Regions from separate parts of the Mus musculus genome. Here region 2 is linked to region 1. The links are chromatin contacts, called in public Micro-C maps. All regions are on one chromosome and are shown on one strand. The core of a region is the stretch at or near the end of the contact, and the rest is flanking DNA. Distances in the headings are between cores, read along the strand shown. Region 1 overlaps Dclk2 (doublecortin-like kinase 2). Region 2 has its middle 19 kb from the start of Kirrel.

Region 1 (4,952 bases), core at 666-3,165:
GCTCAAGTGTTTCATGACCTTCCCATAGTTCCTTAGCTGACCTTTTCAGCTGGAATCTTTAGGGTCAAAGATTCTCTTTCTAAAGCCTGCTCTTTAGAAGAGAGTTCCAGAACAGCCAGGGCCTTGTGGAAGAACCCTGTCTCCAAAAAGCAGAAAAACCAAACCAAACCAAAAAACATATTTTTTTATTCTTTTGGCTTTGTGTTTTTGGTTTTTTTTTTTTTTTTCAAGACAGCATTTCTCTGCATAAAAGCCCTGACTGTCCTGGAACTTGTTTTGCAGACTAAGCTGGCCTCAAACTCACAGAGATGGATGGACCTGCCTCTGCCTCTGCCCTGCCACTCCCGGCTAAGTTTTTTTGTTAGGAATTCTGTATGAATGAAACCTAATCATATTTTCCTCCCCCACCTTCCCCTTGTCCCTGTTGACATGTACCCTTCCCAACCTTATGGGTTGGTTGGTTTGTTTGTTATTTAGTTTTGTGTTTATAACCCAGTTAGTGTTGCCCACATGTGCATGAGTGAGGGCCATGCCATTGCAGCAAGGGAAATCTGCCTGTGACTGAAAACAAAACAAAACAAAAACAAAAACAACCCGAGAGTATCTTCACTCCTGTCAGGCTGGTTAAGTTGGGATGGGTTCTGCTGTAGTTTTTTCTTGATGCCAGAATGTAAGTTCAAAGAATAACTCAAGAAAGGAGAGCACCAATTTTATTTAGAGAGGAGAACAAAAAAGTAAAAGACGACCTGACCCCTTTCAGATACATCGTGTTTTAGAACCTAAATGCCACAGAACAATTAAGGATAGTAACAACGTTTGTGCTGGCAGTGTTGAGGACTTTCATTTTCCAGAATAATTAAGGATTAATTGATCAGGTTTCTCCATATCATCTTAATTAACGATTCTAAGGCTCTTACTTCTCTTGAGTGTGATCACGTGTGGTGATGCCATGCTGATACCAGAGTGTAAGCTGATGTGATTTCTATGTGCAGAGAATCAATTCCTGAAAAATCCTGCAGGTTCTGCCTGTTTTTAAAATATGTAGAGATCATAGTATTCATTAGCACATATTGATACATTTAGTATTTTTAGTCTGGCAACAAGTGGAGTCCTATTTTAAAACCATATGATTGAAACTTGTGTTTATAATTTGTTTCAAGAGAGTTAGCCAATTTGTTTGAAGATATCAATTTCAGAACATATTCACTATTCCCTAAAGCATAAGAAGTTGGCCTGAACTTGTAATGACCTTAAAACATTACTTAGAAGTCGATCCTTTAAAAAAAAAAATTCCTAGGTATAAGATTACATCGTTGCCATTCACTTATTTCATAAAAGACAGAAAAATGGCCCAGTTGTTTGGATTTTAGACAAGTATAAAAGCTGCTGACTTATTTCATAAGCTCTTTTATGTTTTCTTGGAGGTTGTAAATCACAGTTAATACTTCTCTTTAGGGAAACAGCATGTGGTCTAGCGAGAAGTCTCCTCAGCTGGCTCTGTGACTTGGAACATTTTGCTTAACCTTTTGAGCCATGTTAAGCCCCTTTTAGGTAAATGGGCACGTGAGTCCTTGGTAAGATTGTCCTGGTGGCTAAGAGAAAGTTAGTGAGAATGAGATTCCTTGTGTAAAGTGTGTCCTTTTCCCCCATGGATGTTCCCTTACCTCATCTGTTGCAAATAGACCAGTTTTAGACAGTTACCACCTTGAGCTGTGGTTCCATTGCCCTTTTCGTAACATAGTTTCTTTTTATTTGTTTGTTTGTTTATTATTTGGAATGACTTGAGCCCTAGAAAGTCTTCATGCAAGGTGCTGTTACATCTGCTTAGAAACATTTGGTCCCCTAGTCCCTAGAGTCACAGCAAGACACAGAGGGTGGAGTCACAGGAGGGCTGGCTCAGTAGGCTGACTTCCCATTTCCTTGTCTGACTTCATCTGGAATTTTGCTGTGGCTTCTGTTCCTTAGAAAGCCCTAGAGTACATTGGACAGCTTTTTCTGCTTTAATACTAGCAGTCAAATTATCTTAGACATTTTCTTCTTTTATAAGGCCATTGTCTCTCCTAGAAAGTATCATTTGGTAGCTTTAAAAGTTTAAGGTCTTTTGTCTGTTGACGGAAAGAAACATTTTATGAAATCAAATGTTTGGTTGTAAAACCCTATGATTAGTTGTGATTGGTGGGAGCAGTAGGAAAATAAAGCTGAAATCCAGTTTTTGTTGTTTTTATTTTATTTTATTTTATTTTTTTAACAGACAAGATTTAAACGCAGGGGTGTAGGGACTGTCTGCAGGTGCCATTGAGATGCCTTTTACTGTAAGTGCTGCTGCCTTTGAGCTTTGGTTCTGTTTCTATGGCAACCGCAGGATCTATGTGCTTGGCTGAATGGATTTACAGGAAACTGAAAAACATTGCTATTCTAAGTAGCTTGTTGTGGAAAGCGCAGCCAGCATTCACTGAGAACAAAGCAGGCAATGTATGCTAATTGTATTCCTTGTCGGGGCTAAAGAGTTGGGGAGAATCCCAGCGTCTGCTTACTGACTTTGTGTTTCTTGAATTTTGGAGGACGAAATGACTTACTCTTTATTTATTTCAAATTTCATATTTGGTTCTCCTGTCTCCACCCAACCCCCTTTTCCCAAAGTGTTGAAGATGGGATTCATGTCGCAGACAAGCTAGGGAAGTTCCCCGTCCCCCATTTCCCTGTACCTTTAAAAAAAAAAAAAAAAAAAGCTATTCTAGTAGAATTGATTTAAACAAAACAAATCTGTCTGTCTGTCTGTCTCTCTCTGTGTGTGTGTGTGTGTGTGTGTGTGTGTGTGTGTGTGTGTGTAAGATAATGTTTCAATGAAGTAATCTGCTGGTTTTCAGGGTCTCAAACACCGAGGTGGGCAATCTAATGCAAGTGGCTCCCTTTGCTAGCACTGTAAATTAAAATGGCACTGAGGCTTATCCTTTATGTCAAAACTCTCCTACCTAGAGTTTCCTTGACGTGTGGAAGCTGTTTCTCTAAATATTTACAAAACAGAAGAGTCATGTAATAAACTGTTGCTTGGGGGATCAGAATGAAATGCAGTTTTCCTCTATTATTTTATTCACTCATTGCATGTTTACAGAAGACTGCACATTGATGTCAGTACAGCTCTATTAAAAGGCCACATGGTGATTTCAGTTTCAATATAAATATATTGGGCTTCCTGTTTGAGATTTTTCAAGTCATTTTTAGAAATAAGGTACAATTCTTTTTAAAAATGTAAGGTATTCAGTGGAAGCAGCCATATAGAAGGACTCTGATATTGAAAGCTTTTGATTTCAGGAGCTACCTCCCCCGTTCCCACCCACATACTCAGTTAAAATGGAAGAAGACCCATAAAAATCCTAATGTGTACCCACCATCCTATTATTTCTTGTATGAAGTGTCTTTGTTCTACCAGCAAGGCAATTGGCAGTGCAAAGGCTCACCCTTATTATTACACAGATTTAAACTAGTCTTTCTCTGAGACTGAAGATGTTTTCTGTGCATTCCTCCCAGGTCGGGGAATGTGGAATATTTCTGTAAAGTACACTTCTGATATCTCAGGAGACCCTCATCTATGGAAACTGCAAGCTTCCAGATAAATCAAGTATAGGGTATAATTGTGAATTGCAGTCTCTGTAGCCCATAGGTGGAGTAATTAGGAATCTCAAAGTACTCTGAGATATTGATGAAAGGTTTAATTCTTCAGAGAGACTCTGTGATACAAGACAGAATCTAGGAAGGCTAGATTGGTTTTGTTTTTTTAAGATGTCTAGGACCAAAATTTGTTGAATAGATCTTTGCTGAGTCCCTTTAAATATGGAGTTACAGGCTTTGACAAACATCAGGAACTGGTGCTAACCTGATTGCTAATGGGTTGAGAGGAATTACAGGACGATGATGCGAGAGCTAGGAGGAGGAGGTAGGATCCATAACACTCCAATCGGGATTCACTCCACAGAAACATGTAGAGCACCTGGCAGGTGCTGTGTGAGGGGCCAGAGAATGAGCCTGACTGTGTGGCACTTAGTCTATGGTGAGCTCCACAAGGAGCCAGGCAGTTACCTCAGTGAAGGGGCAGTGGGCTTGGTGGCCCCAAAAGATCCTTGGAAGTGAAGAGGTCAGCTCAGGAACTTTGGAAAATTCCACCAGGTCCCTCCCCTCCTGGAAGAGAAAAATCCTGAAGCACTCGGCACCCCTCCCCTCTGGAAGGGAGGGGGAAGGAAAGGCTTAGTTAGGTTCCTCAGACCCTTGGGGGACGGGGGACGGGGGGGACGGACGGGGGGGGGGGACGGGGGGGGACGGACGGGGGACGGGGGACGGGTTGACACCGGGGACGACACATTCCAAGACCACCTACAGACAAGGGAAGTCCTTGTCACCTCATTCCCTAAAGACCAATCAATTTAAAAGTCACTCTGTTCTGCCAGGCACATTGTGCCTAATGGCTGCTGCTCTAAAACCTGTATAAATACTGTGGTCGGGGCTGGTGAGATGGCTCAGTGGGTAAGAGCACCCGACTGTTCTTCCGAAGGTCCGAAGTTCAAATCCCAGCAACCACATGGTGGCTCACAACCACCCATAATGAGATCTGATGCCCTCTTCTGGAGTGTCTGAAGACAGCTACAGTGTACTTACATATAATAATAATAATAAAAAAAATACTGTGGTCATTCTCTCTCAACTTCATGTGTAGGACAACTCTGAACAATAAATTCCTCCTGCTTTTTGCATCGATTCCCGGCTCCATGTCATTCACTCAGGGAGTCCCCTGTATAAGGCTCACCAGAGTCTTACAGAAACTGAAACTTGAACAGAAAAACATGAAGCAGAAAAACTTAAGTATTGCTTTATTTCCTGTCAAAAAAGCCTACTGTTTTGGTAGCATTTTTTTAGAAGGTAAGTTATTAGACTTTGGAACTTTCAGGCTGGAAAGGAGC
Region 2 (4,952 bases), core at 788-3,287, 350 kb before region 1:
AAGTTCAAGGCTAGCCAGGGTTATATAGACAGACGCTGCCTCAACTTTTCAGTGTTGTCACTGTCTTCACTACCCCCTCTTCACCCTCCTCCCTCCTCCCCGTTGTCATGTGTGTGTATGTGAGAGAGTCCTACCATGTGACCCTCCACTTCACTTCACCCTAGCCGTCCGCTACCAGTCCCCACTTCCCAACTATAACTTAGGAAAACCCAATGGAAGGCAGTCTGGCTGAGCTCTGCCCATATCCTGGACAGGTGACCTCTAGTACACACTTTCCCTGAGGTGAGCATTCTGTGACCTGTGGGTGAGAATGAGCATCTCCTTTCACCTTGGTGTCTCTCTCTCGATCCAGAGCAGAGGTGATGGGAAAAACCATCAGGAAAGATCTAGGGCAGAGGGCTCAAGAGCCAAGGGGATAGCGCTGGGTGCGCTAGCAGGTGCTCTTCCCTACTTCCATCAGGGAAAGGAAGGCTCAGGATAGCAGAGTCTGGGGCTGCCAGTTTTCCTAGAAGTGACTTTCTGATCAGCTTCCTAAGCTATAAGGACCCCACTGCTTGAGCTACCTGCTCAAGTCATACCCTGACAAACAGCTGTGACAGCTATTGACAAAGCAGCTTCTGGTTAGTTGAGAAGAGAACAAAACACCTAAGATGCTGGATAGAACCCAGGCTCTCAAACACACGGCTCGTGGAATTCAGGAGTAGAAGGGGAACAGTAGTGCCAGAATCCAGCAGTCACATCTACTTGATGTGTCCCTTTGGGAAGCTTCTGTCTCAGCTCCCATATACAGAAATGGAGAGGTGTGCTCCTTGGTCATTGTAATTACAGAGACCTCTGTGTTGCCTACCACAATACCAGACAGTTGTGGGGGCTCAAGGGGGAGAGAGTCACGAATAGACGGGTAGCAATATTTCACTGAAATAATTCCCTGAGATTCTTTCAAATGCCAGACTCCAAAGGGTCCATTCAAATGTATGAAGAAATTTTGAGAGGGCGATGAAACACACATAAGTAACTATAATACTAAACAGGTGGCCTTGAAGTAAGGCAGTACAAGAGCAGTGGTTTGAATGAGAATGGCCCCCATATTCACCATAGATTTGAATGCTTGGTCACCAGGGAGTGGCACCATTTGAAAGGATAAGGAGGTGTGGCTTTGTTGGAGGAAGTAAGTCACTGGGTGTGGGTTTTGAGGTTTCAAAAGTCCCCAAGCATCTCTACTGCCTGTTGGTCAGGATAGGATGTTGCTCTCAGCTACTGCTCCAGCACCTTGCTTGTGTGCCACCATGCTCCCCACCACGATAATGGACTCACCTCTGAAACTGTAAACAAGCCTCCAAATAAATGTTTTCCTTTCTTAGAGATCCATGGTCATGGTGTCTCCTGCAGCAACAAACAGTGACAAGGACAGCCAATGCATTGGGAAGGGTACTTTGTCCCATCAGAGGAGAACATTGCCCCTGGGCTGGGCCTTGCAGAAAGCAGGGGTTGGGTTGGCTTTGGCTGTGTTGCTGTTAAAACAAAATCTTGCCATGTAGTCTAGGGTGGCTTTGAACTTGTAGTGATCCTTCTGTGCCTGTCTCCCAAGGGTTGTGGTTGAATGTGTGTACCACTTTACAAGCTAAAGGATACATTTTGATTAGGGGCTCTAGTGGGAAACAACAAAAAACCAAAAGCCCCACCTACATAGAATGGAAAGCAAGGGAGCAAAAGGCTGAAGCCTGGGGCAGAAGCAGGGCTGTGGGACTCAGGCTGACGCTAAGGGGATAGAGAATGGGGGCTTCTTGTTATGTTAACAAAGCTGCCCACAAAACTAAGGTAGTGCTGAAGTCTGTGTTCATAGTTCACCTGAACAGCGAAAGGATTCTGAGTGATAATGATATCTCCTCTCCCTCCCAGACCTGGTAAATATCTTAACCCCACCTGGCCCAGCCTTCCTCCTTATCAAAAGAGGAAGGGAGGCTGCTTCTCCTTCCCCAAGCATTCCTTAGTGGTGTGGTTCTTTGTGTAGAGGATAGGCCTCCAGGGCTGCTTCCTCCCACCCCACCCAGTCCTCTTCAGCATGCCTATTGCTATTCAAATGATCAGACCTGAAAACACACCCAGGCAATGTGTGTGTGTGTGTGTGTGTGTGTGTGTGTGTGTGTGTGTGTGTGTATTCAACAATTAATAGAAAAAAAGAGGCTGTGGATTTGAAAGAGAGCAAAGAGGGATATGTGGGAGGATTTGGAAGGAGGGAAAGAAGGGAAGGGAAGAATAACATAATTATCTTATAATCTCCAAAAAGGAAAGAAAAGAATCTAAGAGCAGCAACTACAGTCACCTCTGAACTGGGGCTGAAGTGGGTGTTTGTTAGTGGGCCGTGTAGAAATACTCTTGAGTTACAGCACTGTAAATTCCCGCAGGGCCAAGTGACAGGGCTGTAAATTGCTGCTCTGTGCTCAGGTATGTGATCGTGCACTCAGCTGTATTTATCACTTCACTCACCGCTCCCTGGATTCTTTTCTCTAGCAGTGTGGGTAATATGTGTCTCCCACACATATTCTGAACAACAGAAGATAAACGTATATGCCATTTCTGCTCCTCTGTTCCAGCCCCCGGGAAGAGTAATTTCTTGATGTTTAACAAATGTCTGCCGAATGGGGAAGTTCCCCTTCTAATCTAAGGACTAAGTCTCTGGCTTGGTACCCTGCACAATGGAGCCCAGCTCTCTAAGCATAGCAGGAGACACTTGAAGCAACATGGAACAGAAATATCTCCATTTCCTTCAAGTTCCAGGTGCTGGGTTCTAGTGGCAGCAGACGCCACGTCTATTCAAGGCATACTAACCAGCAGAGAAAACAGACAGGACATACCTAATTACAAGTGTGACTGATGCTACTGGTAGGAATGGCGGGGATTTGATGGCAAATAGGGAGAGAGTCACTTGTCTGGAGGTGTTAGAAAGGATTCTGAAGGTCTGAAGAATGAGCAAGACTGATTGGGGTATGGCCCTGGTGCAGAACGTTGCAGAGAAGGGAGCACTCAGAAGAAACCTGGTGGACAGGATGACTGTGAGGATCCGTGAGGCTGGGGAGAAGGCAGATCCACCCCAGGCAGGCTCTGGGAGCTGGGGACAGATTCTGTGCCTAACTGAAAGGGGAGTAGAGATCACTGGCAAATTCTAGGCAGTGGAGGGCTCTAGTTACAGAGAAAAGAGTCTGTCAGAAGGGGTAAGCCAAGGGAGAGGTCCCATATGGATAAATGGAAGCAGTTGACAGTGGTTTCAGCTGAGGTGGATGGAAGTAGGTGAGCAGGATTTGGAGGTCAGGTGTGAAGAGGTAGGAGGAGTTAGGAACAGACTAGCAAAAGTCTGGTTTGGACAAGAAGGTGCGTGTGCAAGCATGCTTGCTTGTGCTCATGCCTGTGTGTAGGAGTTGGGGTATGGTGGATGTGGGCGGGAGTGCCTGTGTGTAGGGAGGTGCATTCTTGACCAAAGGTCCCTGATGATACTGTGTAACTTCCTGGAGAGACATTAATAGAAGCCTCTTCAGCCATCAATACACCCACTACAAACCAATGAAACAATTTAAGCCAAGTGTAGCTAAGTGAGCCAGTGAGTTTACTGGGGTTATTGACAAGAACCTCCCGGTGGGCCACTCAGAAACAGCAGGACCACTGGAAAGGCCTGCCCCTCCCCAGCTATGAGTGATGATGCACCAAAGCAGTGCCCTTGGAGCATTCTGCACGGCTTGCAGGCAGCCTGGCCGTGGTGAGGCTCCTCAACCCAGTAGCTTTGCTTGCTTTTATAACCTTTGGAAGAGGTCTGGTGAGTCTTGATTTTCTAAACTACTTGAGTTTCACTAGCTTCCTGAACTGGGTAAGTTTAGCTTCCCGAATCTTTGGAGTTTCTCTCTCTAACCAAGAAGGAACGGGTCAGTTTGGAGGAAATGGCCACACAATGGGGGCATGCCTGACAGAATGTTCTGTTGTCCCTCTTGCTGGATTTTAGTGGAAGGGCTCCATTTCCCTCATAATTTGCACTTTCTTGGATCTAGTCCCGAAGCCTAGACTAGGGCTCTGTTCTGGGAGGGCTGAGGGACAGGGCCAGAGGAAGATTGAAGCTGGAGTATTCCTGCCAGGAAGCAGGGGACTTGGTGCCAGAGCCTTGTTTCTGTGTGTCTTTGAAGCAGGAACAGAAGCACGGGAGCGACATTAAACCAACATCCTCCATCTATGTGTTTAGACAATGCCGCCTGAGCCAGCAGCCAGACTCTGCCTGGCAGGAATTGCTTGGGCTGTTCACTGACATAGAAATGGGTCGTCAGCAAAAGACCGAACAGTTCTCCCAGCCAGTTTAGCTGTAATGTAAAAAGGAAACGGGAGTTAGGAGATGGAGTCTTAGCTGGAAAAATGGACCCTGGGAGTTTTAAGGAGTGATTCTCAAAACCAGGACACTCATAGACTACCCACAACCCTGGAAAAACTCCAGGGACTAGGCTTCACTTGGTATTATGGGAGAGTAATAGTGTACCATGGAGTACATGAAGCCCGAAGAGGAGCGCCAACTCATGCCAGGTCATGAGGCCTGGAGAGGAGCACCAGCTCATGGCAGGTCATCCTTCACACTGGTCTAGAAAATTTTTCTTGATGCCTCCAAATTGAGCTCAGTAGTCCCTGTTCCAGACTCCTAAAATGTAGGCATTTTCTTTCTCTGCGTTGCCCCCAGCTTTGTCATACTGCTTTGCCCATCTTCCCATGGACTCTGAGTTCTTAGAATCCAAGGAATGTTCTCTTTCTATCTCAAGCCTGGCATGAAGGGAGCTTTTAAAATATAGGGTTGGGAGATGGATAAGTGGATGAAAAAAGTCAACAAACTGAATATTGAATTAACTGCTACCAAAATCATCAGCAAGCCTCTGGAGTGGGGGGGCTGTAATAATTGAGGTGTTTGGGAGGTCTTAATAATTGAG

What was found. A called contact is a pair of places that touch in the nucleus more often than the background predicts.
Region 2: a contact with region 1 is called in a Micro-C map of embryonic stem cells, with 4 times the contacts expected there. The contact joins two enhancer-like sites. A contact is called at or near these places in 3 of 484 Hi-C or Micro-C datasets (all in embryonic stem cells) and 1 of 115 datasets of contacts at active chromatin or transcription factors (embryonic stem cells).

The regions. Positions count from the first base shown.
Region 1 is chr3:86,842,719-86,847,670 of GRCm38.p6, reverse strand. The region is part of intron 2 of Dclk2 (doublecortin-like kinase 2); the gene reads left to right. Among named protein-coding and RNA genes, the nearest start is that of Gm46810, 14 kb to the right of the region's middle. Within about 2 kb of position 1,915, at least 98 of the 459 cell types and tissues checked have an H3K27ac peak or open chromatin away from gene starts, as enhancers often do. A contact at or near this core is called in embryonic stem cells, where this site is marked.
Region 2 is chr3:87,191,011-87,195,962 of GRCm38.p6, reverse strand. No RefSeq gene overlaps it. Among named protein-coding and RNA genes, the nearest start is that of Kirrel, 19 kb to the right of the region's middle. Within about 2 kb of position 2,037, at least 20 of the 459 cell types and tissues checked have an H3K27ac peak or open chromatin away from gene starts, as enhancers often do. A contact at or near this core is called in embryonic stem cells, where this site is marked.